5 separate regions of the Mus musculus genome follow, and all the other regions are linked to region 2. A link is a contact called in public Hi-C data. All regions are on one chromosome and are shown on one strand. The core of a region is the stretch at or near the end of the contact, and the rest is flanking DNA. Distances in the headings are between cores, read along the strand shown.

What was found. Hi-C and Micro-C count contacts between places; a contact is called where the count stands out from the background.
Region 1: a contact with region 2 is called in a Hi-C map of liver, with 3 times the contacts expected there. The contact joins two enhancer-like sites. A contact is called at or near these places in 1 of 484 Hi-C or Micro-C datasets (liver), 1 of 115 datasets of contacts at active chromatin or transcription factors (fibro-adipogenic progenitors) and 1 of 9 other capture datasets (embryonic stem cells).
Region 3: a contact with region 2 is called in a Hi-C map of liver, with 2.3 times the contacts expected there. The contact joins two enhancer-like sites. A contact is called at or near these places in 1 of 39 promoter capture datasets (liver), 1 of 15 datasets of contacts at CTCF or cohesin (the NIH/3T3 cell line), 8 of 484 Hi-C or Micro-C datasets (the HPC-7 cell line and liver) and 2 of 115 datasets of contacts at active chromatin or transcription factors (liver and pancreatic cancer cells).
Region 4: a Hi-C map of the G1E-ER4 cell line shows a contact between it and region 2, with 2.1 times the contacts expected there. The contact joins two enhancer-like sites. A contact is called at or near these places in 1 of 15 datasets of contacts at CTCF or cohesin (the NIH/3T3 cell line), 6 of 484 Hi-C or Micro-C datasets (the G1E-ER4 cell line, embryonic stem cells and nephron progenitors) and 5 of 115 datasets of contacts at active chromatin or transcription factors (astrocytes, extraembryonic endoderm stem cells, fibro-adipogenic progenitors and 2 more).
Region 5: a contact with region 2 is called in a Hi-C map of the G1E-ER4 cell line, with 3 times the contacts expected there. The contact joins the promoter of 4933440J02Rik here to the enhancer-like site in region 2. A contact is called at or near these places in 1 of 15 datasets of contacts at CTCF or cohesin (the NIH/3T3 cell line), 7 of 484 Hi-C or Micro-C datasets (the G1E-ER4 cell line, the N1E-115 cell line, liver and 1 more) and 2 of 115 datasets of contacts at active chromatin or transcription factors (extraembryonic endoderm stem cells and liver).

Annotation. Positions count from the first base shown.
Region 1 is chr10:111,623,401-111,628,763 of GRCm38.p6, reverse strand. No RefSeq gene overlaps it. Among named protein-coding and RNA genes, the nearest start is that of Gm40763, 10 kb to the left of the region's middle. Within about 2 kb of position 2,528, at least 3 of the 459 cell types and tissues checked have an H3K27ac peak or open chromatin away from gene starts, as enhancers often do. A contact at or near this core is called in liver, where this site is marked.
Region 2 is chr10:111,833,900-111,838,777 of GRCm38.p6, reverse strand. No RefSeq gene overlaps it. Among named protein-coding and RNA genes, the nearest start is that of Gm20758, 38 kb to the left of the region's middle. Within about 2 kb of position 3,032, at least 65 of the 459 cell types and tissues checked have an H3K27ac peak or open chromatin away from gene starts, as enhancers often do. A contact at or near this core is called in the G1E-ER4 cell line, fibro-adipogenic progenitors and liver, where this site is marked.
Region 3 is chr10:111,700,252-111,705,028 of GRCm38.p6, reverse strand. The region is part of intron 2 of Gm30624 (a long non-coding RNA gene); the gene reads right to left. Among named protein-coding and RNA genes, the nearest start is that of Gm30624, 18 kb to the right of the region's middle. Within about 2 kb of position 2,413, at least 6 of the 459 cell types and tissues checked have an H3K27ac peak or open chromatin away from gene starts, as enhancers often do. A contact at or near this core is called in liver, where this site is marked.
Region 4 is chr10:111,671,386-111,676,642 of GRCm38.p6, reverse strand. No RefSeq gene overlaps it. Among named protein-coding and RNA genes, the nearest start is that of Gm30624, 11 kb to the left of the region's middle. Within about 2 kb of position 3,647, at least 155 of the 459 cell types and tissues checked have an H3K27ac peak or open chromatin away from gene starts, as enhancers often do. A contact at or near this core is called in the G1E-ER4 cell line and fibro-adipogenic progenitors, where this site is marked.
Region 5 is chr10:111,592,465-111,597,408 of GRCm38.p6, reverse strand. 4933440J02Rik (RIKEN cDNA 4933440J02 gene) reads left to right here and starts at 3,136. Exons shown (of 4, transcript NR_045344.1): 1 at 3,136-3,305; 2 at 3,404-3,460. All of the region lies in intron 2 of Gm30262 (a long non-coding RNA gene), which reads right to left.

The sequences.
Region 1 (5,363 bases), core at 1,279-3,778, 210 kb after region 2:
AAGACATCATTCTTGACCACAGCCGAAGACCAGACGGACACACACCCGTCACCCATCCCCAACCCCTGGCTTAGAAGTTAGAAGGCAGAGACAGAGAGATCTCTGAGTTTGAGACCAGTCTCTTGGTCTGCAGATCGAGTTTCAGGACAGCCAGGTCTACATAGAGAAACCTTGTCTTAAAAAAAAAAATCACAGGACAGTGGCTCTCCATCTGTGGTTCATGGCCCCTCTGAGGGTCACATAATAGCAGATATCCTTCATATCAGATATCTTCATTACTATTCATAACAGTAGCAACCTTGCAGTTATGAAGTAGCAATGAAATAATGTTGCGGTTGGGGATCATAACAACATGGGGAACTGTATTAAAAGGGTTGTAGCATTAGGAAGGTTGAGATCTGCTGCCACAGGACAATTGTCATATCTACAGCCAGATTTTCACATCAGATTTTCCATGGAGAACAGGTTTCGCAGCTTTGTAATCCTGAAGAAAAATCTCTGCCCTTCCAAATTTCTGGTTTCTACGATATTCTGTGACTTCTTCCATGAGTAGGGGCTCAATGTCCTATAGCACATGTGTTTATTATAGTAGACCACTGTACAACATGGGAAAAATGTCACCCATGATGGCTTCAGTAAAACTGTTTCCACCATCATTCTGTGACTTCTTCCATGAGTAGGGGCTCAATGTCCTATAGCACATGTGTTTATTATAGCAGACCACTGTACAACATGGGAAAAATGTCACCCATGATGGCTTCAGTAAAACTGTTTCCACCATCAAAATATAACTAAGCATCTATCTATTCATGTACAGTACCATAAGGGTTACTCTTTAGCACAAGTGAATTTCCCAAGTTTTGTTTTATCAGTTAAAAGACTGACTTCAGGAGCTTGCAGAAGGGAGATCCTGGCTGTTCTTTCAATATGGTGTAGCCATTAGACAACAGGCAGAAATCAGCATGGATAGAAACAGCCTTTTTTTTTAAATACAAACTACAGAAATCATAAGTGATTAGTCAACTCTGCCTCCATCAGCTGACACTGGAAGACAGTAATGGTTCCACCTAGTGCCACGGAGGAAAGCACCCAGCTCGGTGGGAAATGGCTCTTCCCAAAGTGTGTGTGTGAGGTGGGAGGGTGCTAAACTCCTACTCTCCATGATCACTGATACAGGGAAAAAAAATCACTGATCCCTCTGAGCATAAAAAATAAACCCCAAAGAGCATTCTACTGCCATGGTGAAGGTGAAATCAGAGTTCAGACTGGAATATAGAGAGAGAATTGTAGTGTCCCATAGCCAGTCATAACTCACACTGGGAAAAAATATACTAGAGAAATTAACTGGTGAAAACGGGGTATTCAAAATACACTTAAAAGAAATTCTTACGTGGGCCAGAGAGATGCCTCAGTAGCTAAGGGTACTTGCTACCAAGCCTGATGTCCTAACTTTCATTCCTGGAACCCACATGATAGGAGGAGAGAACTAAGTCTCTTAGGTTGTCCTATGACCTACTCACACACTCATGCACACACAATGTGCACATACATGCATACACATGCTTGCACACACATGTTCATGCACACACAGATGATTAAAATTTTTATTTTTTTCTTATTTAAAAAAAATTCTGAGCAAAAACTAAGACCTAGCAAAGAAGACCATATCACCAGAAAATGACTCCTTGGTCTGACCACAAGAAATAACAAGAAATAACTCATTTGGGACTAATTGTCCTGGCACACATTGCCATTGTGTCCTTTATGAAGAGAAACTAGAGACAGATATTAGAATCACTCTTATCTGACCATCTTGAGACCAACTCGGAGGCACACAATTAAAGTTCAAGAAATCGGCCATAGCTCCCTTTATTTTCTCCTGTTCATCTACTTTATGAGTTAGTCTGTCTTTATGAGTCTGTCTGTCTGTCTGTCTGTCTGTCTGACAAAGACCAAGTCTTCAGACTGAGTCTCCTTCCATGGGCCTTTTTCAAAACAAAATCCCCAGATGCCTAAAAAGTAGGATAAAATATGAAAAGAGACCTCCCGCCAAAGAAAACCAGCTCCAATATGCCAAACTGAGATAACTTTGAATGTATTAATACATAAGGAGGAATTATTTCTGATCATTTTAAATACAATTCTATAACAGGGGTGAAATGTCTACTCTAATGTTAAAGAAATCCCTAAAAGGTCACCCTAAAGAGGTCATCCTACTTGGGCAGTGGTGGCCTTCAATCCCAGCACTCAGGAGGCAGAGGCAGGTAGATCTCAGGTGAGTTCGAAGCCAGCCTGGTCTAGAGTGAGAGAAACCCTGTCTCAGAAAACCAGAAAAATAAAAAGGAAGAAAGAAAAAGAGGCCATCCTAAATGTATGACTTATCGTATGGTGTATTATCTATCATAGCTAAATTCTTTTAATTTTAATTTTACACACACACACAAACATTGTGGACAGGTGTAGAGGTTAGAGATCAGCGCTCAGAGGACAACGTCCAGGAACCCTTCTCTCTTTCACCACACGGGTACCAGGATGGACCTTGTGTCATCAGGCTTGGTGGCAAGCATCTGTACCTACTGAGTTATTCATCAACCTAGCAGAGAACACGTTTAGTGTGATTTCCCTGTCAGGTTCAGTCCTACCAAAGGATCCCATGTGGGAAAGCAACTAAAGAGCAGGCAGTGTGGGACCACAGTCCGACTACCCCATGACTGTTGTATAGTTCCTGAACCAACAGAGCAACATCATAAAGGATAGGATTGCTTTTCCCGGCCCCTTAACAGCTGCATAGAACCATATGATTGCTTGTGGCTAGCAACGGTAAGTTAACAAAAATAAGTCACTTTCATCGTACCGAGACCACTGAGAGTACAAGACATCTAAGACCTTTCTCGGCTACTGTGGCACGGTAATGGATAGTGTTCGCCGCTCCTCATCTACCTATGACCCGGATTGCATGGGCAAACAGAACCCGTGCCTGAGATGTGTGCACTTTCAAAATCACAACAGCAAAAGAGCAGTAGAGCTGTGTTATGTAAGCTGCTAAGGACTTAGTTTGTCACTGGGACACTGCCTAGCCTAGCCTGGCTAAGAGGAACACACATACACGCACACACATGGACTGCCACCACACACCTCAAGAACGGATCTTCACTGGGAATCCCTAGCATCAATACTAGAATGGGCTCTCAGAGAGTTTCCATCTGGCTGGCCTGGTTTCTCAGCCTACATTCCTAAAGTGTAGCCTCAAGGTAAAGACGTTCAAAATGGATACCCTTCCCACTGATTATCCTGCTGACAGCGAGCGATGCTTCCACAGTATAGACTCCTCCAGAATTTTCTTGCTCTGTTTTGGACACCAGATTCAATTGCCAGAACAAAATTTAAAAATCATGGGCTGGAGCAATGGCCCAGAGGATAAGGGCAGTTGTTTCTCTTGAAGAGACTCACAGTTTAGTTCCCAGAACCCACACGGTGGTTCATGACCATCTGTAACTCCAGTACCAGGAGTCCTATGTTCTCTTCTGACCTCTGCAAATACCAGGGATGAGGGTGGTACACATACACACATGCAGATGGGCACAGTACTCATATGCATAGAATAAAATAAATAAATCTAAAAAAAAAAATAGTCTAATTTGGAAATCATGCAAAGGATTTGGGCCTCTAATTCCAGCACTCAGGAGGCAGAGGCAGGTGGATCTCTGCATTCAAGGCCAGCCTAGTCTACAAAGCAATTCCGGAATAGCCAGGGCTACCCAGAGAAACTCTGTCTTGGAACACCAAAAATAACTAAATACATTCACAGGAGTCACTTCTGCAGGCTAGAAGCTCACAGACACATCCCTGTTCAGCAGCAGGAGCTGACTTCCCCTGCATCAGAGCATCTTAGCCCGGCTGCTTTTCCTTGTTAAGCGTCTTTTCCGGGCTATTTACAATTAGTCTGTAATCATTTTGAACAAAAGATTTCTCAAAGCTGGTTTTCAGTTTCTGCCCCCTGAGGAGACCGTTTCCTATCCTGCTCGCTGTCACTATTCATTTAGCACAATACTGGGTTGTCACAACACCCACCCCTAAAAAAGCAGTCTCCTTGACATTTCACCACAACCTTGAGGGCCGGAGGGTTTGTTTTTTTTTTTTTAATGCAATTTTCCAGCCGGTGGTTTCAAATTATTTCACAAAGAACTATAAGTTAAATGAATCTTTTAGGGAAAAAAAAGATAATAAAAGAGAAGCCAAATCTCTTTCAACCAAGCTTACAATCAAACTCGGAACTGTTTTCAAAAACCCCCACTAACAAAGCCAGAAGAAAAACAAAATGAAGGAGGAAACCATATTTTCCAATTTTTTTTAGATGTTATCTCTCTTTTCTTTCTTGTTTTAAGTTGACAGTGTCCCACAGAAACAAGCTGGACAGGACAATGAAGTGAACCATTGCCTTTGACAGCCGCAGACTCAGAGAAGGTCCCTGTGTAGCCTTTGGAATGAGCGTTTATAGCTTGCTATGATTTCCCTCAGGCCTCCTCCTGAGGCAAGGATGTGTCTGCCAAGGCTTAGAGACTTTCCTTCTGCCCAGGAATTCCCCTAGATTTTGTGAATTCTTGCAAACAGGTCATCACAAGTGCAATGAAGATCTGGAGACTTGAGGACCCAACTGTGCATGCAAAGAGCTCTGTTAGACAAGCAATTGCCTGTTTGTCCAAGAGTCTACTTAGAAACTCAAATTTAAGCATGTATTTATTATTACTACTACTATTATTATTATTTCAAATAATTCTACATTAGCACAAAGCGAAAAAAAAACTCACTCTTGAAACAAATACTTTCAAGCAAGCAGCCAAATAGCCCTTAATTTTTATCTAAGACATCATCCCCACCATAACATTCCAAACCCCACCTCATACCTCATAGCCATCTTCAGTGTTTGCTGAGTAGATCAGGCCATTTGCCAGGAAAGCCCAGCATGGCTAAATCTCACGGGCAGTGTCCTGCCCACGTCCCTACAGATTTCTGAGCTTTAGGTAGTTGTTTTAATTTGTTCGCTTAGTAAATACCGTTGTTTGTTGGAAGTAGTATTTACTGGATGCCTAGCATATACTAAGCTTTCTGGTGTTAGCTTCTTACACAGTATAAAATGAAACCTAGAGACGTAGCTCAGTGGTAGAATGCTTGTCTACTATAGACAAGGCTCCAGGTTTGATCCCCAGTACAAAGGAAAGAGAGGAAGAGGGGAAGAGAGGGAACTTCAGGGAGGGAGGGGAAGGATAGAAGGAAGAAAAGGGGGTGGAGAAAAAATTCCAGTGTGAAATCCTCTCTTACAAATTTGCAATATGGGATTGGAGATATGGCGGAAGCAGTTCAGA
Region 2 (4,878 bases), core at 1,783-4,282:
ATTATTATACTCATTGTTATTACAGTAATTAACTCTGGCTCCATACTTCACAAATAATATTGACAATTTGGGGCCCATCCAGAAGAGCACAGTCTGGCGAAGGGGCTGGGAACCACAATTGTGAGGAAAGACTGACAGAGCTGAGGATGTTTGTCTTGGAAAAGACAAATTTTAAGAGGAATATGATAGCTTTTAAAAAATTACCAAGAGTTTCTTTATAAAGGAGGGATTAGACATATTTGATGTTGTTCTAGGACATGCAACCAAAGCCAACTCTTTATAACCTAAAAGCCAAATTGTCCAAAATCAAACTTAAGTTGAATTCTACTTATTAAAAGCAAAAACATCTTAAGAGATTTTTTTTTCAGATGTTTGATTAAGGAAATTATATGGAACCACTTGAAATGGCCACGATAGGGTTTATATCAACATTACAATGTATGCACAGGGCCAGCAGGATGGCTCGGGCTGTACAGACCTGACTGCTAGAGGCTAAACTTGACACCTAGATCCCAGGTAAAAGTGGAAGAAGAGAGCCAGACCCTCAAGGTTGTCTTCTGACTTCCATATGCGTGCTGTTGTCATGTACATCACATGGCTTAAGTTTTTAAGTGTTTAAAAGTCGATGGTGCGATGTCAATTGCAAAAGAAGTAAACAGTGAAATTGAAATGTATGTGTATGTATTCTCTGCTCTGAGTGGGAGGAGGAAAGGCAAGGAGAGAGGGAGGAAGGGAAAGAGGAAGAATGGATGCAAGAGAAAAGGTGAGAGAGAAGTGGAGAGAGAGGGGTGTGCGGGGAGAAAAGAGAGGGAGAAAGGGAAAGATATTTGAAAGGACAGAGAAAGAGGGAAGGAGGGAGGAGAGAGAGGGAAGAGAGAAAGACAGAGAAAGACAGAGATTGAGGGAGAGGAGAGAGAGGAGGAGAGAGGGAGAGATAGAAGGAGAGAGAGAAAGAGAGAGAGAACACAAATGAAGCATGGTGCTATACTAGATGACATAGCAAGTTTCCATTCCCTCCAAGTGTAGAGAAAATCTCTTAAGAGTATCACCTGTCAACAAAAAATGCCTATGGCCAATGAGCTAAGGCAAGAAACAGGAGGTGGGACATCTGGCAGAAGGAGAGAGAATTCTGGGAGATAATCTGAACTCAGGAGATTTGCCTAGAACACCGAGAAGACAAGGAGAGGAAACTGGCCATGCAGCTGAACTCAGGTTAGGAAAAAAAAATGCGATAATGAATTATGAGCTAGTTAGTAAACAAGCCAAAGCTTACGGTATATGAATGTATTAATTAATGATTAGTCTCAGAGTTGTTATTTCTGGGAGTTAAGTGGTAGGGAGGAAAAATCTTAGTTTTACACCCATGTTTTCAAGCAGAGGCCAGGCAAGCTCTCAGGTGGAGCAGCATGAGAAGGAACCAGGGGAGGAGCACAGGCGGGTGAAGCCCTGAAATGATCTCAACGCCCCACGGTCTATGCTTCCGTTGAATATGTTGTTGAATTGTGCAGACACAAAAGACTGCTCTATTAAGCCACAAAGAAAATACCAAGGCTCCCTAAAAATCTTCCCAACTAAAACAGTGAAAATATTTAACCCCAAGAGATCCAAAAGGCTGGACCTTGTGGTCCAGCAGGGCATTGTGGGATAAGGTAAAGAGTATTTGGGTCACTGCTTTTCTTCTGCCCCAGCGAGAGCCTGTCAACCTCTCTGAACTTCACCTTCTGGATTCTTCCTTATAAAGGAGGAAGTTGGATGCTCTGTAATTCTGAACGCTTATGAGTCACACAGATTATTTTATCTGATAACTAGGAACTTAGTAGGGAATTAGAAACCACCGGAACTTTGTAAATAAGAATTTTCTAAGGACACTAAGAAGGAAATAACACCAACAGAGGAGAGCTTTGGCTCCAAAGCCAAGGGTGATCATTGAGTGAAAAGCTCAGGGCCCCGAGACAGCTTGTATCCAGGGTGGAGTTGTCCCAGAAGGAAGGTGTACGGCTTGCCCACAAGATGTCATTCAGCAGATACCTGTATGCATTTCTTCCTCTTTGATGGACAAGATGTGATCCTTCATCCACGTAGAATTTTCTACAAGGGCTCATAGGAATTTTGCTGTCTTCAGCATTGAAGGATGGGGTTTGATACTCCTCTGAGATAAACCTGTTTCCTGTACTGTAACTCAGGTGATTTATAGTGGTGTCAGAACACGAACTTTTCCTTTCCCGTGTGGACCCACAAGTTATGCCTCCTCAGCCAGGCTACAGAGCTCTCTACAAAGCAGTCAAGCCCACTGAATATGCATGAGGCCATGAAAGAGGCATTTACCCAGAAGGCTGGAGGATGGCCTCAGCCTCTTCAAATCTTTCCTTATTCTTCACAGACTATCTTGTGACAATGGAGCAAAGTAAGCCTTGCTGTGCCATGCTCCTCTCCTGGGAGCTGGCTGTCATCTACAGTGTGGATGATGAAGGAATCATTGTAAAGAAGACAATAGCCCAGAGGGCCCTGCTCTGGTGCCCAGAACAGACTCGGTATTCTCAGCACAGTGATCTCAACGCTTACCACCTATATAGAAAGAGGTATATCGAACTCAAGTACAACAGAACTCTTCTGTTAATAATCCTTAAGGTGAATTTCCAAATAAGCCATTATACAAGCAACAACTGAGATAGTTCAGTATGTTCATAATATTAACAGACATCACCTCTGTCTAGATTCAAAACATTTCATGCTTTCAAAATAAAATCTTGACTCCATTGAACAGTTAAATTGAAATTCTCCCATCTGTCCAGTTTCTGGCAACTATGGATGAATTTTCTGTGTCTAAAGATTTATCCCCTCTGGATATTTAATATAAATGGAATCACATACAAAATTTAGCCTTTTGCCTCTGGGATGATGTTCTATTACTAATTCCTCGTTATTTACACAGGCAGCCACATTTTAATAAAAATTATGTAATATTACTAAGAGGTTTCTCTGCCAACACAATAAGCCAATTCAAGTCAACATAAGCAGGCCGATTAGGAGGCAGCTCTGGGGAGGCATCACTGCTCTCACTGGTGGCTAAAGAAAAGGAGTTTTCTAGAGCTTGGGCAAGGAGTGATATGCTCAGCTGGGAGCTGGCCTTGCGTCCTTACAGGGTCAAAAACTGAGCCTTGGGCGGGCACTCTTGGGTGGGTTGCCGGAAACCCAGGAATGAGGAATGATGAGTTAGCACACAGTTTTCTCTGTGTGGGCAGGGTGTGGGGAGGGAGGGCAGATGGGGTTTCCCAGCTTGTTCAGGGGCAAGCATGAGTTCAGGCCTTATATTATATTATATTATATTATATTATTTGACCTAACAAGCTTTTAAGAGGATATTTGAGAATTATCTAAAATGCCCAAAGTGCACAAACATGTCTATTATCTGATTCGACTCAGATATCTGCCCCTTACAGCCAGAAGTTAGAACACAGAGTGACATTCCTACACTTGGAAGAACAGAGACTATCTGCAACAGAACCCTAGAGAAAGGAAGTCAGGAATGAGAAAGATGAGGTCCAGGGTGAGAAGCCAGGGTCCCCGCTCAGCTTAGGGGACTCAGCCAGTGGAACTCGGGGCCAGCCACCTCAGGAGCACTGGCTCTTGGCGGCTGCTCAAGGACACTTCCCACTGATCTTTGGACCAAGTGTGGCTAATTCCGTTCAGCTGGTGTCGATTAGCTAACCTCCTGTGCTTTGAAATCACTGTTTACTTTTTTCCCCTTAATCACATTAGCCTGTTGGGGTTGTTCTTTCATTCTCTCTGACCTTTAGTTTTAAATTATATGTTACCGATGGTCTTAGTTTGTGGTTGGCTTGATGTGTTTTCCTTTCCTTCCCCCCCCCAGCCCTTCCATTCTTTCCTCTTTCTTTTGCAGGTGTAGCCACCATTCAACCTAGCTGTTTTATTATTATTATTATTATCATTATCATTATTTTATGGCTGTTTCTTAAGCTCTCTTTTGTCTCTAGTGTTTGCTTCTTTGAGAAGTTGTATCAAGGAAAACTGAATGTAGAGCCCAGTTGGGAGGAAGGGCTCGCTCTCCTTGAGAAAAAGGCTCCCGGGAATCCATCTCCAATTAGCCATGCTCCAGCCAGTTGTGTCCAGCCTGTGTTCCTCTGGCTGCAGGTAGCCAAGGCTGTGAGAATGTGGCCCAACACCAAACTGTAACCTTATTTAAGACATTGAGATTTGTTTGGCTGGTTGATTTGCAACTTCACTGAACAGTTCGTGAGCATGCACTTTGTTGATGATGACATCCTGCCACGGTGCCAAACGGTTGGACTTTCCTGCAGGGGAAGAGGAGCTTCCTGCCTGAGAGAAATTGATAAGAAAGCGCCCTGACTCCCTTTCATGGGTCTTCTCTACTAGGTACTTTACATCAGGTTCCTCTTTCACCTAGGAGGAGCAGAGGCCAGACTTTGATCCCACCCTCCCTGGATACCAGTCTCCTAGCCGACAGAGTGGCCAGTGAGCCCTGTTTTTTTCTGGAGAAGAAACATTTAGCAGCTCTACCTGAGAACCTGCCTGAAAGGAACTGCTATCAGGTGCATTGGGTCACCTTCAATAGGAAATGAGCTGTGCCCAAATCTGGACGTTCAGACCTCAGCCTCCAGAAAGCTAGCCCCTACTTGATTTCTCTGTTTAGCTTGTGCAAAACTAAACCAGAGATTTCTCCCTCACCTGGCAACCTGCTGAGTGGTCTCATCTCAAGTCCTTTTCATCTCTACAGTGTTAACTTTCGTCTAGTCACATCCGATTTTCACTATATTTTGCCTAGAGAAGCATTTTCAATAGAGTGTGTATATGGGTGTACTGGCTGGTTTGTACCAACTTGTCACAAGCTAGAGTCAT
Region 3 (4,777 bases), core at 1,164-3,663, 130 kb after region 2:
TATCTGTCTGTGTGTGTATCTGTTTGTGTATGTCTGTCTGTATGTATGTATCTGTCTGTATCTGTGTCTGTGTGTGTTAAATTGTTAAGAAACAACACTAATAAATGACCTCCACCCCACCCTCATAGTAGTTATATCAGTATACATTTTCACCAACAGTATGTTTCTGTCCTTAAAGCTTTCCAACATGTGGTATCTGCTGTCTCTTTGCTTCATGATGGTGAACACATCTTCACATGCCTGTTGGCCATTTTTATTCTTTAAATTTCCATTCAAGTCCTTTGCCTGCTCACTGAATGCTTTGAAGTTGGGGTGCTATTGTGCTGTTGGAGTCCCTTATAAGTTCTGGCTAGGAATTTATAGCTAATACATGGTTCCCAATATCTCTTCCCAGTCAATTGTCTACCTTGTCCTCTCTGGCATCCAATCATTTCCTGTGCTGTGTACTTCTCCCCTTTGATGTATTCCATTTGCTTATTTTTGCTGTTATTACATGTGGTTTTGATGGAGTATTAAAAAAAAATCTTACCAAAGTCATATCAAGAATTTTTCTATGCTTTATCTTGGAGTTGTATAGCTTCAAGTAAACTAAGTTATGCACAGAGGTGAAAAAATATGTTGTATGATCTCATTTTATTTAGAACCTTAGAATAAAATAGCTTGAAGACCCAGAATTAGAAAAATGTTATGGGGAGAGGATAGAGGTCAAAAGGGCCAATATACCAGAAACTTAGAATAAATAAGATTAGAGAGCTAATACGTCATGAAAACTACAGGTAATGATGATGGTGAAAATTTACTAAAAGAGTGAGTCGGGCATTTTTGCCATACACACAAAAAATAAAATTATGTATGATTGCAGATATATTAACTTGCTTGACTTCAGTAATCATATATGTATATATACTATATGTGTTGTATTTTTAAATATATACATTTTTTAAAACTGTTTGGATTATTGGAGAAGCAAAAATATAACAACTGAATTTACTTAATTGCAGGCAAATTATACAGTGTCTCCTAAAAGCTTATGTGGTTGTCCCAACACTGAATACTGGATTCTTTGTTTGTTTTAAATATTTATTTTTTATGTGTATGTGTGTGAGTCTGAGTGAGTTTATGTGCACCCTCTGTGTGGAGGAACCTGCAGAAACCAGTAGAGGGTGTCAGATCCTCTAGAACTGGAGTTACAGGTGGTCATGATCTGCCATGTGGGTATTAAAACTGGGCATGGGTTTTCTGCAAGAGCAGTAAGTGCTCTTAACCACTGAGCCATCTCTCCGACCCCACACTTATATCTAATATAGAATAATGAGTGTTACTCTTGTGCTTTCTGAAACCACACAACTTTGAAGATGTTAATTGAGCGAAATGCCAGAAATACTTTGCCCACGGAAGAGGAAGTAGGAACTTTAGCTGTTCTTACACAATTCTACTAGTGATTTATTTTTCTGATTATTTAAGTCAAGTGTCTCTGATATGATTCTCATACTAGCAAAAAGGATATCCATCTATGAAAACTTCATCTTACTATTCTTGCTGCTATGTGAATATCTCATTTGTATTGGATGCTTACTATTATTGACTTACTGTTTGCCATATATAAAGCCATATACACACAGTGATGCTTCCAAACAGTGGTGGAAAAGCATTCCTACTTTTATGGTTTTATCACTCACTGGAATAGACGAACCACAGAAACAATATGGCGAGGTCAGGAATCCAGTCAGCACACAGATGGGACCTGCATTAACAAGCCCTGTTATCCTTTGTCTATATCTGCATCTGTGGGGGCTGGGGGCATCAGGACAGATAGACTGTGACTTCAGAACAGAAATGCACGTGTCCACAGGGGCTGGGAGGAATGGCACACTAATATCCTAACACTAAGAGGGAAGCAGCATGATTGGAGTTCAAGGGAACCCAAGTTACACAAAGTTGAAGACCAGCCTAGATTACATGAGACCTTGTCTCAAACAAAGTGCCTTAAGGTAGGAAGGAAAGTTTTCTATAGAGCAGCTGATTCAACTCAAGTCCCTGCCGTGAAGCAATGAGGTAGAGTGGCAGAGCCAAGCTCACAGCCAAAAAGAGGAAAGAAATCTGAGGCTCCAGTGTCCTACACCCGCTGAAAATGAAGACAGGGGCGGAGGCCATCTCCTCCCATTTAAGTGCAGCCAAAGAAGTCTACAAATTAGGATCTGGAAAGTTGGGATTCTGTAAAACATGGATGGTGACTACACCTGGTTATGTTTCTCCACAAAACATCACAAGTTCAGGAACCTGGCACGAGATCCATGATTGCTTCACAGATCTGCTGGTCAGAAATCTAAGTGGACTTCACTCCATTCTCATGTCACCGAAACCAAAGTGTTGCTGAACTGAGGGTGTTAACCCGAAGGTCTCGGGGAGCATTCCCTTCTAAACTCATCCTGCCTACAGGTCAAACTCATGACCTTGCGTGTGTGACACTGATGTCCCTTGTCCCTCTGTCCATTTAGCTGGAAGTCTGTTTCAGTCCAGCAAAGCCACCCAAATTTCCTGGCCACTTTTATCTACTATCCTCAATATTAAAAATGTTGCGTCAATATACTGCATGCTTCAAATGCTCTCTTGGCTATAGTTTGGAGAAGGTTTAAGTATATCCCTCTAAAACCAGCAGTTCTTAACCTGTGGGTCATGACCCCTTTGGAGGTCAAACAATCCTTTCATGGGGGTCCACATATCAGATAACCTGTATATCAGATATTTACATTATGTTTCATAACAGTAGCAAAATTAGGTATGAAGTAGCAGTGAAAATAATTTTATGGTTGGGGGTGGTCACAACAACATCAGGAACAGTATTAAAGGGTCACTGTGTTAAGAAGGTTGAAAAAGACTGCCCAAAACATTTGTGTAGTCTCTTAAACCCAAAGAGAACAGTTTCGGTTGGAAGGAATGGCAGATTATGCAAATGGTAGCAGCAACTCAGAGGGATGTGGGACCCTGGTGTCTGCCTGCGGCATCTTGTTTGCAAAGGTAATCTCTATATCACATGTTCACATTGTGATATAATACAGTAGCGTTGAACCAGAGCCAGTGCTATGTTGAATCCCAGAAATGAGAGTTGAGTAACCTTCTTTCATCAATAAAGTTTACCTAACTCAAGTATTTTGTTATAAAAATGCAAGGGAAAAAAATCCTACTATCCTTTCTGCCACCCCAGCCCCATTCTCCACCAGCCAGAGAAGGCACTGTACACAGACCATCCCACTAAACCACACAGGATCACTTCTTTGTCTTAAGGTCACCTGTGCCATAGAAACAAAGATGAGAAAAATATAATTTCACTTCTTGCCCCTCGTGGGTCCTTTGTGGGGGACCAATTTATGTTAGCAAAAGGCAGATTAATGAGGGTGGGTGGTAAGCAATGTCAACAGCACATGCCATGTGTCACACTGACAAAAAGCAGCTCCCTCTGGATGGCACCAATCTCTGTGGGCAATGCCTAGACGTTAACCTCAATATTAACACAGAGCAATGAAGTCTGAGTGACAGGACAAAGGAGTCAGTTGCTTCCCTCACAAGAAGTAGGGAAACTGGAAGCAGGAACATCTGGCCCTGGGGTCCTCTGGGTGGGTAAGCTCCTGTGTCCAGCAACAGAGCTGCCACCTCAGGGTTGAAACCAAAAGCCCTAATGCCTGTGTGAATCTCTCTCACGGGTCAAGCAATCAGAGGCTGATGGGGAAACATTCTGCTTTTTTTTACCATCTTTAGAAATATTATGGTTTCCTAACATAAACAGAGAGACCAGATTTCATCATCTCTGCAGGTCTGAAGATTAGGGCAGAGCGGTTTTGAGACGCCAGTCAGAAACTCATCTTCAGAAACCTCTAGCACCCCCACCCCCACCCCACCCCCGTCCCAGAACTATGGCCATTTTTATTTAGCATACACTTAATATAAATGCTTTTAAAAGAGGCCCAGCTCTCCCCAGCATCGGTCCACCTTGAGAAATCCGGCCAGAAAGGTTTTCAAAAGCCTGTGTTTGAATCAAGTCAGACAACGTTATCCCCAGACATTTCAGGGATTTGCTCAAGGCACAGGGAGCTGGCTTCCCAATGTGAACAGAGGAATCAAAACCCAGATTTCCAAAAGTTGTGTGCCAGAGAGAGATTTGTGATAGCAACAGAACAAATAAGCGAAAGCCTGGAAATCCAGAGCCCGAGCCTAAGGCCATCCTGGCCAAGTGAACTGTGGCATTCATATGAGCGAGTATAGTATAGGGGAGGGGGACAGAAGATGCTCTCTGAGTGTTAATATGGAAAGAGCCCCAAAAGGCATTGTTCAGTGACCCCAATAGTGCAAAATAGGTTATATAATATGCCACCATTTGTAGGGAAAATACAAAAGGGGGAAACCATATGCTTATGTTTATATATATGTATGCATATATTGTGTGTGTTCCATATGTAAGCCTTGTGAAAAAATAGAAACTAATTAACATGAATATTCATGGAAGAAAGAAACAGTAGATGGAAAGAAGGAGGGATGGACTAATATTCTGTCCAGATATTTAAATTTCAATCTCAAAGAATACCTATAAAAAATCACTTTAAAAAGCAGAAAGCTTTATCCATCTCATTTATTAAAAAGACCATCACTTCTTCCACGAAGTGCCTCACATCTGACTACGCTGACACAGCTATGGCGAGCCACCCAAACAAACAAAGCCTCGTCTGCCATGTGACTCCCAGATCCACTAGTTCTGCCCAGCTAAGCAGAAAGAAACCAAGGG
Region 4 (5,257 bases), core at 2,398-4,897, 160 kb after region 2:
TGCTTTATCCTCTCTCCAAAGGTGAAAGATGCCACTGTTGGCACCCCAGTGCTGTGTGGAGTTCATAAATTCCTGTTGATCTAGGCTCTTCACACTAGCGCTGGGAGATGTGAGCTGTTATCAGAGAGGAAGTAAGATAAACACTGGGCTGGGTTCATTCTAGGCCAGAGTTATCTGAGTCCCAGGCCCCAGAAAAGGCATAACTAAACAAGCCCTGCCTTCAGCTTTTCTCAGGAATCTTACTCACCATTGTCATCTCAACCTTCTTTAGCGGCTAAGCCACTTGAAATCAGTCCAAGTCCCTGCGATGTTTTCTACATTGTTTGCAGCGCCTGCCTGCCTTTCCTTTGCTGAGGAAGTGTGAGAATACAGAGCAATGGCATGGCCAGTACATAAGGCTGATTGACAAGAAGCATCCTTTCAGATGCCTGCGGTGGCTTCGGAACTGTTAGAAAAGGGTGCCTCCAAAACACAGTCAACTGTGGATCGAGCTTGTTTTGAACGATTCTTCTGTCTTTATAGAAAGGCTTTATTAAGTTGGCGTTCCTGATGACTTCCAAGTATTTTTACATTGAGACCAAATATGCGAGCACACATACATGATAAAGCAGAACTGAGTAAAATCAGCCAGACCCCAAAGATGAGGAAAAACAGTTACGTTGAGATGAACCACCTCCGACATACCAGAAGCACTCTGAGCACCACCGCAGGGTCTCTAGGAAATCTTCCAGTGTCACCAGCCAGACACAGTAAGGAGGAAGAGGGGTAGGGACATGTTTATCTCCAGTTTATAGAAACAAATTCCGAAAATAATTGTTCCTGGTGTTAAGGAGAGCGTGGGGTCCAGTATTTGTATACCCTTTAAACTCATGTCTGGAAACAACATGCAAAGAATTTGAAAGGTTTTTTTTTTCTTCACCCTATTTTTCTATGTAAAGTCTGTTTTATAAGATGAAGTAACTTTTTGTCCTGAGTGGGATGGTGATGGAAATAAGAGCAACCATTCCTTGAGGGTGTGCCAGGTATATATTAATAACCATCTGTACCATTTACAGAAGAGATGCTGGGACTCAAGGTATAGCCAACCATCTTTCCCTGCAGACCCTGAAACAATTTCTCCTCTAAGAAGCCATCTGTCTGACCTTATGCCCTGTGAGCATCCTCTGTCCCATCTACCCTTCTTCCCTCTGGAAACCAACACACTGCATTATGGGTATTTATCTCCACATGTGTCTTCACATTAGCACAGCTTTTCAGAATATGTGTGTGTGTGTGTGTGTGTGTGTGTGTATCATGTGTATATGATACATGTGTACACATATATGTGTATATGTGTATATATACATGTATATTATATACACACACAAATATATAATCCAATATGGATGGATATATATGTCACATCTCTGTCGTATATATATATTATTTATATATATTCATCCACCTTGGGTTATATAAATATATATAACATTTATATAACACAGGCACACACAAATACACACACACATATATGAGCCAATATGGATCATATATATAACATATAACATATAACATGCACATATACACACATATATATGTGTATATATATATATATACATATACAAAGATATATATATATATATCTTGGATTTTGCATTCTCAGCTTCTGTCATGCTGCATGATATAGATAGAAAGAACTCAAGAAATGTCTGTGAATGGGCAAATACACTGATTATTAAATAAAGAGAAAGCCATTTAGGAAAGGGAAATAGTAATCATATTTTTTTTCCTTTTATGACACAGTTTGGTTATGTACCCGAGACTGGACTCCAACTTGTGATCCACTTGCCTCGGAGGACCTGGAAGTGTTCCCAAATATGTATTCCCAGGGAATGGAGTGAATGTCCTGTCCCTCTGTAAACAATGATAAGCAATAATAATAACATAACAACAAATAGAGAACAGATTCATGTTGGCTCCCTTTTTCTAATTTTCAAGTGGGAGAAGGAAAGGTCTGGTCCGAAAATCTAGACAACAAGGGTTGATTTTTATTTACAGTGATAGAAAAAAAAATTAACGTTGAAATCTCAGAACAGGTTACCCAAATGCCTACAAATCATTTAATGCACCTGCCCAGCTCCAGCACAGCCTCTTCCCGCAGAAATCAAAGCCAAATTGCTCAAGGGTCACCTAGGAGTTCAGCCCCAACCATTTCCCTGACTATACCTGCGAATTATGTGAATGAATCTTTTCTGAACTAGCGTGCTTCCCTCCAGCTACCTCTCTTCAGCAGGCTGAGCTAGAGGGCTGGAGGTCAGGATGTGGCCCAGTCTCCTGTTGTAGAAATACCCGCAGGGTGATATATGCGTGTTCATTACACACCTACCGTTTGCCAGGCACCTAGGAACAGAGCCTCTCCGTGAGCTTCCCTTCACTTCATGAAGAAATGTCGTAGAGTGTATAACCTAGTCTGTAATGTCGACGAGTGGTGTGAGGAGACATGGGAGTGGATGATGGGAAAGGCCTATAATTAAGAGCTGAGGGTTGAGAGGGGGCAGCAACAGAAGCTCTAGAGAGGGGGGGCAGGAGCAAGAGGAGAAGAGAAAGGAGCAAGAGCTCTAGAGAGCAAGAGAGGGAGAGGAGGGGGCAAGCAGCCCCTTTTATAGTGAGGCAGGCACATCTGGCTGTGGTCCGGTAACTGTGGGGCAGAGCCTAGACTAAATGCCAGCACTGGGTATTTGAAGTCGTGTGAGCATTGTAAATGACCTGGAATTTTATTCTTGGTCAATGGGATGTCATTCAAAGACAGGACTAAGAAAATGGCTTTCAACAATGTTCATGGGGTCACTCTTGGGACGATGAAAAGACCACAGTGAGAAAAGAGGGTACCCAGTGAGGCCACTGGCCAGCACTACAAGATGAAAGGGGCACAATTGCCCTACTGGGGCCATGTTCAGTCTGAGATGTCTGTTAGACATCTAGGAGGAAAGGTTAATGACATAATTGAAAATGCGAGTCTGGTTTGAATTAAAAAACAAAAACAAAAAACAAATGCTGGACTAGGAGTATAGATTTTTAGCATTTGGGGGACCTGGCAAACTCAGGGAAGGGGCATTCAAAGGAAAGAAAGAAAACTGTGTAGAAAATCCACCATTCACAGCCTCACAAAGAGAAGCCTGAAAAAGAGACAAACTGGGGTGGGGGTGGGGTGGGAGTTCTGCATGATATAGAGGAAGCCCAGATAAGACTGTTACAACAGGAAACTGACCAACTCTGCCAAACTCTGCTAAAGGAGAGAGTAACCAAACACTGGTTGGTCAGTGCCTAATCTCAATTCCCCTATAGGATCCATTGCAGTGGGTTGGATGGGTTGGGGGACGCAGATAATCGAACTCTAAAGTTGCTCCCCACCTTTTGCTTTTATGACTTGACACAGCTATAAGTATCCCTTCTACACTGTCCCTTATACATCCCTAAGGACACCATTCTGACGTCCTCAATTCCTCCACCACTATTTCAAAACAAATATAGATTTTACTGGAAGAAAAAGTAAATAAAATGAAATGAGTCAACCCACTGAATCTCTCCCCAGGCCCTAAAGGCTCAGGAACAACTTCGCTAAGTGCCCTTGGGATGCCTTGCTGGAGTCAAGTGTTTACAGTAGAGTCTCCAGTTTCACTCTGAATGACCTCACTCAATAGAGCGAAGCCCGGCAGATCCGGTTTGACAGCCTCTCTCCAACTCAGCTCTAATCAGCCAAGGATCAGATCTGCTGTCACCCCATTCTTCAGGATGAATCAGCTTTTCAAGTGGAAGGGAAGGAGAATCAGTCTGTTAAGTCAAAGTTACCCGAGCTGCCCGTCTATTCATGAGAAGCTAGGGAGATTGTAAAAGGCCTCTGTTAGTTTCACATCTCAGAGAAAGAAGAAAATTAGTCTTCATCCGCTGAGGTTGGCAGAACAGAACCCATGAACTGGGTATTTCACAAGTGACAGCAATTTCCTCCCCACAGTTCTTAAAGTCCCAGTTCTTAAAGCCCAGTGACAGCAGAGTCACTGTCTTTTGAAGGAGTATTTCCTGATTCATAGAGGGCACTTTCTCACTGGGCCTTCATAGGACATGACTGCAAATGCCCACCTTTGGGTATCATCAGGAGGGGCTGCACCCCACACACGGAAGGAGAAAGTCACCTCTCCCACAGCCCCGTGATGCAAAGTCATGGCGTTGCTGATTTTGCTTCCACACAGAATTTGAGAGAACCCAAACGTTCAGACCGCAGTGGCGTGTTTACATGCACAGACAGGCATGCATATAAACACATATAAACTCATTTCCTTTTTAATCTTCTGGTTCAATGATAATCTCTTATGTGTGGAAGAGGGCACTTTTGCTTCCCAGACAGCAGCTGTCATGACGGAGACACTGCAGGCATCTCGGGTGGATGGGGAGGCCAGGATGCCACCAAAAAAAGCCCGCACAATGGACAGAACATCTCCCCACAGAAAAATCTGACCCAAAACGTCAAGAAGTTCAAGTAGAGAAACCCGGAAGTCATGACGGAAGGGCAGGAGCATCAACAGAATCTGCTTAGTCTTCAACAGCGTGGCATCTTTATTGGCCTGGTGTGTTCTAATGAATCTATGCTGTAATCTGATAATATACGATCTAATGAATCTATACTGTAACCTCTGAATGAAAATTCAGAACTGTGAACTGGAATCACAGGTGGTGATGTATGTCGCTAATATACACATCTGCCCTTGCTGAGGCCACAGAAAATCATTTTCTAAATGGATAATGTCAACCTTATATACACCAGTCCTTTTCAAACTTTGCTCAGATCTCATTAAATGGAGAAATCTGCCTCACCTTGTGGACACTCAGTTTTCTCTTCTCGAATTTACATGATCCCTTGCTTGCCTCTAGACTGAGAACAGGCTTCAAGAAAACTGACTACCAGGCTCAAGACCTCAAACTACCTGAATCCAACCGGTCCACCCAACCCAACGGGCCCCTGGTCCTAAAGTCTCTTCTGTCTTCCCCAAGCCAGGCACTAGAGGTGTGACCCAACAATGCCAGACGGGAGAAAGGTAATTAAATGATCAACACATGTACAGAGGAGCTGGCAGCATAGAACCATAAAACCCGTTCTTTCCTGGACTCAACAACCGCACCATTTGAATATCCTCACAAGCTTTCTTTTCTTTTTCTTTTTTGAAAAATCCTCTTGAAATTTAAAATCCCAGTTGAAAATTCAGCTGGTAAAGGCACTCTGCAA
Region 5 (4,944 bases), core at 1,887-4,386, 240 kb after region 2:
TGTTAGCTTAATTCACAGGCCCCTTTCACCTGAACTTAAAACAATAACACTTTCCTTCCCAAACAACTCACTGGGCCTCCAGATTTTTTTTCCTAATGTTATTTTATATTTCCAACATCCCAAATTGTATATATTCTTTTTTAAGGTAATTCTTTAGGGACAAAAAAAAATCCTAAAATACTTTTTGCTGAGGTATAATTAGCTAACAGTTTATCATACCATATATCCCACAGCCCGATGAAATACATTATAAATTGAATGAAAACAAAAGACAAAGAAAAGGAAGGACATGACTGCTCCCAGGTGTGGCCGAGGAGGAATTTTATTTTATGAGGGAAAGCATAGCCAGGGGCATCTGGAAGATTCCAGACTGAACAGGACTGGCCAACTGAACAGGGCCATGTGAGGAATACAGGAGTACAGGGAGAGGCAGGTGGGAACCAGGAGCAGAGGCCCAGAGGGCAAGAGGCCCAAAAAGGGTCAAAGGGACCTTGGAGCCAAAAAGTCTTGGTTATAGAGGAAAGAGCAGCCTCAGGAAGGACACCCTAGCCCAGTCCCTGAGCTGGGCATGCTTAGGGTAGGGGTGGAGTATTCCAGGTACTGGAGATAGTAAGAGACTGGCCGACAGTGTCTGCTCTGATATGTTAATAGGCACCCCAGTTAGCCATTTGCCCCAGGTCTGAGACCTAACATAAATGTAATAAAGTTTTGTTAGGAAAAAAAAAAAAAAACTATAGTATAATTACCACTATAAAGGAAGAGAAAAAAAAACTTTAGAAAATTCGCTCTGCCTATAGGAGGAACAACAATGAACTAACCAGTAACACCCCCCCCCCCCCAAGCTCATGTCTCTAGCTGCATATGTAGCAGAAGATGGCCTAGTCGGCCATCACTGGGAGGAGAGGTCCTTGGTCTTGCGAAGATTATATGCCCCAGTACAGGGGAATGCCAGGGCCAGGAAGCAGGAGTGGGTGGGTTGGGGGGGGGGGGTAATAGGGAACTTTTGGGATAGCAATTGAAAGGTAAATGAAGAAAATATCTAATAAAAAAATCAAAGAAAGAAAGAAAGAAAGAAAGAAAGAAAGGAAGGAAGGAAGGAAGGAAGGAAGGAAGGAAGGAAGGAAGATAGATTGCTCTGGAAAAAAGCTAAGCTAGTTTTAGACAAAATGGGAATGTGAGTGAACAGTGAACAAGCAGGAGATAGGGGCTTCCCTGACATCTCAAATCATACCTGAAGACAGCCACTTCCAGGCCTTAAGTCTGGAGTGTGAACAACGTTTAGACCAAATTAAGTAAGCAAAATAATAAGCAGACATGCAATTAATTCTCAATTATGCTCAGCAACTGGGGGAAGGCGGGAGTGGTGGTGGGAGGGAGGGGGTCAGGAAAAGCTTAGCTGCTCAAATGCTCCATGAAGTCAGATTCCAGAGCTTCAGGGAGGATGCGGGCAGCTGACAGAGAGTCTCTCCTTTTATCAAGTGAGGGCATTATCCTGTCAAATCATGCCTGTGGACTCTCTCGGGGACCGGCTTGCTTATCTCCTGGCCCTGCCTGGTCCTGAGCAGCTGGGGTTAATGATTAAATGGAAAGATGACAGGAAATGAAGAGGCTGAGACATTCCATCAGATTAACAGCTGAGACCTGGGAGGCAGCCCCGCTCCCTCACACCAGCTTCTGCATCTGGGGAAAACCAGAAAAAAGAGCCCATCCACCTCATTAGACCGCCTCCTTTTTCCTTTCCCACTCACTATCTCTGTCAGCAACACTCAGAGTCCAAAGGTCTTGAGATATCTCTGAGACGCCAGGGAGAGAAGACAGGAAACCGGGCACCCTCTCTCTGAGGTCCAGCCTGAGATAAATTCCTCCCACTGTGACCTGTCAGCTTCGGTTCCCTCTTAGGTCTTAACAGAGGAGCCGTGAGGACCGATCCTATAGTCAAAGGGGGTCTCAAATAAATGTTCAGAGATGTCCTGAGGCTTGCTCGAGGTGGAGATCGACAGTAAGCTGCGACCTTCCTTCCTGCACGTCTTTGTCCTTGACACATCAAATATCAAACTGGGAGGAGGGGAAGGGAAGAGACAGGGAGAAAACCAAGAAAGGTCAGTTGCCAAATGGGACATCCATGTAGCCTCCTCAACCACTGGCTGACTCAGGGTTAAGCGGTCTACTTCTCGAAGAGAATAAAGTTAAAGCCAGCTTTACCTGTTGACCTGAAGACAGATCCTTGCGTTATCGTGGAAATTTCCACTATAATTTCAGATTCCACACAAATAATATTCCCGGCAAAATCAGCTTCCAATGGGCGGGTATCCTAAGTGTCTTAGGAGTTTTCATTTTGCTTTCCTTTGAGCTCTTAAAGAGGGGTCTAGAAATCATTAATTTCCCTGCCTTTTCATCTTAGACTACCTAGCGGCTCAGATCGGAGCTCTGCGCGCCTAAAATCAGGAAGGGACAATGGCACTTTGCCATTTTGGCACTAGCCTCGTGTCCCAGGCAGCAGCCTAGCCAGGCACCTTCTACCCCCCACCCCAACCCCCGGCTGTGAGCAGCAGCCAAGCCTATGTTTCCTATGACACAACCCCTCTCCGCAGACTCTAGGAGCTCCAGAGGGACCCCATTTAGATAACCAGGCTCCAGATAAGCTTGCCGGGTAATTATCCAGCTTGTGCCCTGTATCACGCCAGCTGAGTGGCTGTGAAGGGAACAGGGGACAAGGCCAGCAATCCCACATGATGCCTGAAATTGTACTCCGTGTAGAGGCAAGAAATCCTTCCCTCTGATCCGTTAAGGTTCCGTAACGAGTCTCGGGAAGGAACTAATAACATACCCATCAGCAGGAGACGCGCCTATTTACTACCCGACTGGCCATCACACATTCACTATCGGGTAACAGTCTGGTGAGAGTTAGAGGCAATGAAGATACAGTTTTAGAGATTAAGTAAGTTATTTTCAGAGTAGATAAATGACCAACCACCACCACCACCACCACCACCCCAAAAAAAATGAGGCTGGGACAAACTTTATCTGGCCTTTGGCTGTAACGTTAGCTCTAATCTCCTTCCGGTTACGTGCTTCCATCACTTCCGGTAGGCGGGGTGTCTGAGGAAAGATTCAAACTAAGTTTTGTGGATAACTGGGAATTGTAAAAAGAAGCGGAAATCAGAGGAAGCCTTGCAGTGTGTGAGCTGTACCCCAGGTGATCCCACTGATATCAGGACATCTCTGTACATTTTTCCGGTACCACATCTCTCAGGGGTATCACAGACTCCGTCCATCTATGCAACCCAATTCTAAGGACATCCTGGGTCTGTAAAATTCCCTTCTATCTCCATCAACAATTTTAGAACGTCCTCACACCTTTCTGATACACTCCTAAAGGATTTTCAAAATGATCTGTTGACAGCTTCAAAAAGCAACGGAGTGAAAGATAGTTCGTGGAAGTGGAGGGAGAGTCTATTGTGTAAGTTGTCACCTCAGTATTATTACATCCAGGGCAAACATTTGTTTAGAATTCTAATTTCTATTCCAGTACAATCGCCTCTATGGAAATGGAGACTAATCTAAAGAATAACTAAGTCAGTTACTGCTTTGTAAAGATAGCATATGGTACTTAAATTGAACCAAGAAAGCAGGAGGCACGACACCAAAGGCTTCCCAGCTCTTTGTAGCGTAGTAAGAACTGTATTTCACATCACACCCAAGTAGACACGCACATGAATGTGCAGCTCAAAATTTTGATGAAACCCAATCACTTTTACTATTTTCTATACAAGTGTTCTCTTTATTTATTGAAACTTACTATATTGACTTGATGACCCACTAAGAACTTGAGGATTTAAGGTTGGTTAGTTTCAAAATCCCTTTTTTATATCTATCAAAAAAGGAAATACAAAAACCCACAAACCTAAGGCTGGAAAGGTGGCGTTCAGAGATTAAGAGCACTTGCTGCTCCTGTAGAGAACCTGGATTCAGTTCCCAGCACCCACATGGCTGCTCACAACTGTCTGTAACTCCAGTTCCAGGAGATCCAAAACCCCTATCTGGCCGCCACAGGCACACATACATGCATGCAGGAAAGCACCTAAAATTACATAAAATAAAACTTAGTCTATAACATTCTCTCTAGTATCTAATAATGGCTATCACTAAAGCATAAACACAATGTATCAGAAATGTATAGTACAAGTTTAGCAAAAGAGTTCTTGCCAGGACCTTCCAAAAAAGAAAGGAAAAGGGGGTGGGGGATGCAGGGTGGAAAGGAAGGAGGGGGAAACATGAATGAAGGCAAGAGAAAGTGAAAAGAAGAAAAACATGAGGAAAAGAGGGGATGTTCTAACTCTAGGAACTAACCAGATTCACTTAAACCCAGTAGGTTCTCCCTTGAGCATTACAAAGGACCTTTTGTTTCAGTAAGGTTGGAGCTAGGAGGCTAGGATGGATGAAGTAGGTTAGTGAAGCATTCTAAGGATTAAACGGTGGCTTTGTAAGTTGTAATTACTACCATGTGTGAATTTCATTAAGTAAAAATGTGGCAGGTCAATGGAGCTCTAACATTAGCAACATGTGCACTGTCCCCAAGCAAATTCTGGGTGAGGATTGCATGTGGGACAGGCAGGGAGTGTGTGCACCATCTCTGCATTTCTCACTTAATTTTCCTGTCAACCTTAAACTGATCTAAATAAAATGATTTTAAGGTACACCTTTTTCTACTTGCCTATCAGCACTATGGTGGTTTGAATAAGAATGGCCCCCCACTGTCTCATAGATTTGGATGCTTGGTTGGTCACCAGGGTGTGGCACTATTTGAAAGGATTTGGGGGTGTGGCCTTGTTGGGGTGGGTGTGGTCTTGTAGGAGGAACTATGTCACCAGGGGAGGGGCTTTGAGTCTCAAAAGTCTACGGCAGGCTCAGTAACTCTCTCCTCTCTGCCTCTCTTCTTGCTGC